Linked DNA regions of Mus musculus: region 1 is linked to region 2. Evidence: chromatin contacts called from public Hi-C data. All regions are on one chromosome and are shown on one strand. The core of a region is the stretch at or near the end of the contact, and the rest is flanking DNA. Distances in the headings are between cores, read along the strand shown. Region 1 has its middle 10 kb from the start of Gm19510. Region 2 overlaps Nsmce2 (NSE2/MMS21 homolog, SMC5-SMC6 complex SUMO ligase).

The links. Hi-C and Micro-C count contacts between places; a contact is called where the count stands out from the background.
Region 1: a Hi-C map of the C2C12 cell line shows a contact between it and region 2, with 3 times the contacts expected there. The contact joins two enhancer-like sites. A contact is called at or near these places in 1 of 484 Hi-C or Micro-C datasets (the C2C12 cell line) and 2 of 115 datasets of contacts at active chromatin or transcription factors (CD8 T cells and pancreatic cancer cells).

The regions. Positions count from the first base shown.
Region 1 is chr15:59,783,024-59,785,918 of GRCm38.p6, forward strand. No RefSeq gene overlaps it. Among named protein-coding and RNA genes, the nearest start is that of Gm19510, 10 kb to the right of the region's middle. Within about 2 kb of position 1,473, at least 156 of the 459 cell types and tissues checked have an H3K27ac peak or open chromatin away from gene starts, as enhancers often do. A contact at or near this core is called in the C2C12 cell line, where this site is marked.
Region 2 is chr15:59,570,759-59,573,700 of GRCm38.p6, forward strand. The region is part of intron 4 of Nsmce2 (NSE2/MMS21 homolog, SMC5-SMC6 complex SUMO ligase); the gene reads left to right. Among named protein-coding and RNA genes, the nearest start is that of Gm36677, 46 kb to the right of the region's middle. Within about 2 kb of position 1,328, at least 54 of the 459 cell types and tissues checked have an H3K27ac peak or open chromatin away from gene starts, as enhancers often do. A contact at or near this core is called in the C2C12 cell line, where this site is marked.

The DNA.
Region 1 (2,895 bases), core at 223-2,722, 210 kb after region 2:
CTCTCACCATTGTTGGGATTAGCCAGGAGCACTGGTGTTAAAGCAGATAGTAGGCTCCCCCAGTCAGGGTTGCTTTCCTCTGGCTCTGCCTCCAAGCAGTTTCCTAGCCTTGAAGTTCACTACAAGCGCTGCAGGCACTCTTTTAGGAGGTCCTCGCTACAGACGTGATGTGCACACTTAGTCTTTTCAGTCTAAGGGTTGCCTACTGGGTGTACCACAATTCAGTTAGCATCCCGAGAAGGGTAGGTGTGAAACCAATGCTCCCCTTCTCCACTGGAAATCACAGTGTGTTCTTATCTAGAAATTCCACAGAGATGCTCCCCACCGTGGTCCGAGGACAGGAGGAAAACCATCTGTGAGCAGTGAAAATTGATCCAGTCTCAGAGCTCCTGACATCCTCTTGGATCCTGGGAAAAGCTGAGAAAAAGAATCCGGAAGACTAGCTCTTTCAGGGCTCAATGGGGGTGGGGGTGGGGGTGGGCACTGGCTGCAGTCAGGAATTTGACTTTGGAGCCCTGCATCAAAGAAACTATGCTGTGTCAACAGTGATGCTCGATGTCAGTGAGAATTCATGACAGAGTGGTAGAGAAAACTCATGGCAGCTGTAAATCTAGTCACACACCAGTCCCTTCTGGCCTGGTGCCTTCAAGGGGGGGGGTGTTAGGGGATGGCGGGGGTGGGGGTGGGGTGGGGGGGGATGGCGGGGGACTCGGTTTGGCTTTTATTTGGCTTTCCACAGGGCTTCGGAATAATTTGCTGGGTAGTGAGGAAACCTCTCCGCAGTGCATTCTGAGCTTACTGCGTCCATGCAGGCAGGTGCTTGGGGAGATTAATTAGGAAAATAAGTGGAATGTGATTGCAGTTGGGCTCCGAGTTTACGGAGCACTTGGTACCAGGGAGACTAATCACCCCAGAGGGCATTGTGAAATTCCGAGGAGATGCAGGCTTCATTAGCTTTTGTTTGGAGGATTACAGGATGGATGGCTCATCAGAGGGGAGGAGATGGTGATTCCTGGACGTGGAGGTGGCTGCAGCGAGGAACAGGCATGCCTGGGGTCTAGTCAGAAGGCCGCGAGCCCGGGTCATAATTCTGTGGAGCGACGCAATGGGAAAAGATGACAAATGGAAGAGCTGAAGTGACTCACTGAGGGGTTTGAAGTGTAACTCTTGGCTACCTCCGTTTTCTCTGGCTGTGGCTGGGAGGGGACTGGGCTGTCAGAAAGGGCTGTGTTCTTTCTCCAGGGCTCTACAGGCTCAAAGATGGGCCTCTGGTCTGTGCTCGCCAGTGGTGCTATCAGCCTTTCAAACTCCGTATCCACTGGCCGTTCTAAAAAAAAAAAAAAAAAAAAAAGCCAACGCGGCAGCTCCGGGTGGCCAGGATTGCGACACCAAATGTGTTTGTTCCCCATGTTTGTGAAATACCTCAGAGGCACTGTCCCAGTGCCACCTGACTAGTTTTCTGATTGCCACACGGCCCTGGCTCCATCTGGCAATACTCAACTGCGGCTGACTTGATTTTGAGATGTTTGTGGCCTTAGCCCTCGCTCTGCCTGCCCAAGTAAAGTGGGCTTTTTACCTTCCCAGCTTTGAATACCATTTGATGGGTTTGGAATTAGCTCTGCGGGCCTGTGGTGAGCATTGTGGCCGTGGATGGCTTACTCAATCTCTCTGGGCCCTAGCCACTTCCACTGCGTGCTGATAACAATTCCTACCGTGTATGATTGTGAACTACATGTGTGACACCCAGACAGGAGGTCAGGACCTCAGGTCACTAGCAAACTTCCTGCCCTTCACAACCCGCCCCCCCACCCCCCCAATCCCAAGTTGCCGAAAGCAAAGCTGACCTCCCTGATCTTCAAGTTGTTTAAATTCAAACGTACTTTTAATTTTTGCAAATGTATGGTTGTCAAATTTTGCCTGAAAGCAGGCAGTAATTGAAAGCAGTCTGGTTAATAGATACCTTAATGGGAGCCCAGAAACCCCTGAGATGGACTCAAGAATTGCTTTAAGTTCTTAGTAGCACTGCCCTAAAGGGACAAATCCAATAATTATTGAGCTTCTATTATGTGTCATGAACAAAGAAAGTAGTATTGCATGTAATTTTCATTTTAAAAAATTTCCTTAACCTTAAGCAGATAGCGTTACTTTAAAGTACTTAGTTACTTAAAGTACTTAGTACTTACTAAATATTAACTGAACGACCTTTATGTGGTAAGCATTGTTCTATAAAGAACATGCAAGAAACCTGACAGCCAGCCTGGAGACATGACTTACTGAAGGTCACATGAAGCTGTTCCATGGCGGTCCCGATACCATTCTAACCCTTTTAAGTCTTAGCCTAGGATGCTTAGGCACAGATGCAGGCATGCATATATGGGCACCCATAAAACACAGCATACGAACATGTTCATGCATAAAAGCACACCCACAATCACATGCACACACACACATGTACACACACACACACACATATATCATGTCAACATACACATGCTCACATACTAGAACAGCACAGCAAGCAATTGCATCTATATTCCGTTCTCACACATCTGCAAGGACACATGTGCTTGCACACGTTCATATGCACATTCTGCACATCAGAGTATCAAATTTCTGAGAACTCTGGCTCCCAGAAACAGCAGCCTTTACAGATGCAGCCAATGTTTTATCCTCTGTTCCTCTCTTCTTCCTCTTTCCATCCTTCTTTTTCTTCGTCCACCCCTCTTCTACCACTTTTCTTTCTTTCCCCTTTCAATTTCTTCGTCCCCCCAACTTCATTCTGTAGCCATATGTCTCTTCCTACCTTTCTAGCTATGACATTTTAGCTCATTTGCAGCCTCTGCCCTGCCCCACCCCCTCCCACCCCCATGGCTCATCAGAACAATCAAGCACAAA
Region 2 (2,942 bases), core at 78-2,577:
CACTAGGGTCAACAGAAGCCACGTTTCCTACTGCAGGAGCTCCCAAAGCCCCCTCAGCTTGAATTTTCTCCTCACTTAGCTTTTGAAAAGCCAGGTTCCCTTTTCACTTAGAATGAAAGCCTTGCTTGTTCTGACAACAGCATGTAAATCTCTATTGCATTGAAACTCCCAAGTGCAGTCAAAGCCCAGCGATGATCACTTCTGACTTCATTAGCAATGGCAGTGAGCATTTTACCAGAGCCATGAAGGTGATATGGAAAAGAAAGGGCAAGTTAGCAATTGCATAGTTATATAGTTAACACGGTATGAGATCAAAGCCTGCCTTATAATATCCTGAGTGCTGCAGACTTCCTGCGCCTGCCTTCAGACTGTCTATCCTTTCTAAATACAGTGCCTGTCGTCAGTAATGGGGTTTTAGATTAATTTTACTCCAGCAGTAATAAGTAGTATGTGCTGAGAAGTGAGGGCCACGGAAATGTTTGTGATAGGGCATCATGTGGCTTCAGACGCCTTGGGATCTGAATTCAGAAAAAGGGTTTTACAAAGATCCCACAAAAAGGTGGCATCTACAGCTCTAGACTGAGATTCACAATTGACTTGATGGTCAAGGATGAGCGGACAGGCTGGGAGAACACAGAGTACCTAGTCCCAAGATTGGACTGACCCTGGGGAAATCTTGTCAGAATGTTGTGTGTAACTCCCAAGCAGAGGTACATTTTAGATGGCACCTGGTACCCGGCTGCTGTGGAGTCTCCAGCAGTGTCTGGTTTCCTTCTGGTTTGCCTGCCGTCCTATCCATGCCATGACTTGTCTCCCCCAGCCTCAGATGTCTCCCAATGCTTTCCCTTGAGCCCCTACGATGCTTAGTGGCCTTTCCTCCCAGGAGTCTTGCTAGAGTTCACAGGACACATGCCACACGTTGTCACGGCACCGTCTGTCCCAACACAAGGCAGCGAACTCTTGTCTTACTTAGTGTTTGCAGGGCCTCTCAAGAGTGTCAGGAACTTATCTCAGCAGGGATGTGAGGAAGGAAACCAGCATGTTTCTGTGTGCTGACATTCTAAGGGCATTTGAAGAATCAGTGGTGAGAAAAATCTCTCAGATGCTTTGGTTGCTGATGTAATGAACACCAGGGCTTTGTACACATCATGGGAGTGACTGTCCTTGTACCCATCGTGAAAAATGTTAGGGTGGCAGCGCCTGCCCCACAGGTTTCCCTGCACTCACTCAGCTCAGCTCCTTTTCCCTTGGGTAACTCCCAGCATGCATTACTGTCCCTTCTGTCATCACTATCTGAGGCCTCCCAGAATGCTCCCCACTTCCTGTGTGCTCCCCATACTGTGCTGTACCACAAGATGCCTTCCCTGCCTGGCTCAGCCCTGCCTTCTGCGCCTACACAGTTGCCACATGAAAATTGCATGAATCATATCTTGGGTTCCTAAATGAGGAAAAGAAAAATCAGTTTTCTTTAGGTTTTTCTTGACCATCTTTCTGGTTTAGTCTTGGTTATCGGTTCACAGAGAGACTACTCCAAGATGCCATGATAAAATTAGACTAAATGCTGAGCCAGGCACGATGCCACATGCCCATCATTTCAGTAGTGGGGAGACTGAGGCAGGAGTTCAAGGTCAGCCCCAAATATGTGGTAAATTCACAACCAGCCTTGACAAGACCCTGTCTGAAGAAAGAAAAAAAGAAAGACAGAGAAAACTGATAACTCTGCAACGCCTCTCAGCATGGTTGACTGGGTTGAATTCCATCTCAGTATTAATTCTCGAAAATAAAACTGTATTTTAAGATTCTTCATCTGCGGCTCTGCCATCCATGAGACCGTGTTTGACTGTTCTATTCTTTCTGCTTTGATCTCCTTAGCAGCTGAATCAGACTTTTGGAATGAGACAGTCATGGACTTCTTCATCATTAGTTCTTTTTTTTTTTTCCTTTTACTATTTAATTTAGAATTAGAGCAAGATGATAAAATTAGATACAAGAGGCCTCTGTGTGTCATCAAGTAACCTAGCCTACTTTGGATAACAGAAATAAATTCGCCTTAAATACTTGCCAGCTTGTTTGGGCCAACGTTGTTAAGATGAATGGCCTTTCAGTCGGTGCTGTGTGAGAAGCCATCTCTCCCTAAGAGTTCTTCCTGACAATTAAAATTTCCCTCTTCTTAATTTCATTCCAGCGCTCCTAATTATGACCCTGTAATTAGCGTGCTGATTACATCCCTGTGCAATTTCTCTGCCTCCTTGATGTTCACCCTTCATTTATTTTTAGTGTGCTTCTTCTCTTGGCTTCTGAAGCCCCTGCCTACCTGTCCCCCACGGGGCTTCTAGCTCAGGGCTCAGGGAAGCAAGGGAAGCTTGCCCCATCACCTCCAGTTGCCCCTCCAGATTTACTTGTTTTTGTCATGAACACCATGCGTTATAGCTGACAAAGAGAATTGCACTCTGGGGAACTGGAGAGCTATGGTATAGCCTTGTCCCTCTACCATGTGGGGGGTGTCTACTCATTGCTGCATCAGAATGATCCAGATCTCCCCCAACACTCCATTAGGAATTACTCGCCTGTGCTCGGCACCATTACATCCTCATAGTGGCAGTTACCTGGAATCTTCATGGAGTTCCTGAAGCAAATTCTTGGGAGCTTTCTCTTCACACTTTCTCTTTCCTTCCTTCCATTTTCTCATACCCACTTACCAGCAGGCTGTCCACTCAACAGCAATACTGTCTTCTGTGGTGTAGGACCACAGGCACCCAGATTTAAGAGTTAGACACCCACAGGTTTGAAGACAGAAAGACACACCAGCCAGTCAGCCTCTTTTTTGAGAAACCGTCCCCAGAGTCCTCGTGCTTTGTTTTGTTTTGTTTTGTTTTGTTTTGTTTTGTTTTGTTTTTCTGGCTTTGCTGCTACTTCATCCATTTACTGGGTCCCACACTCCT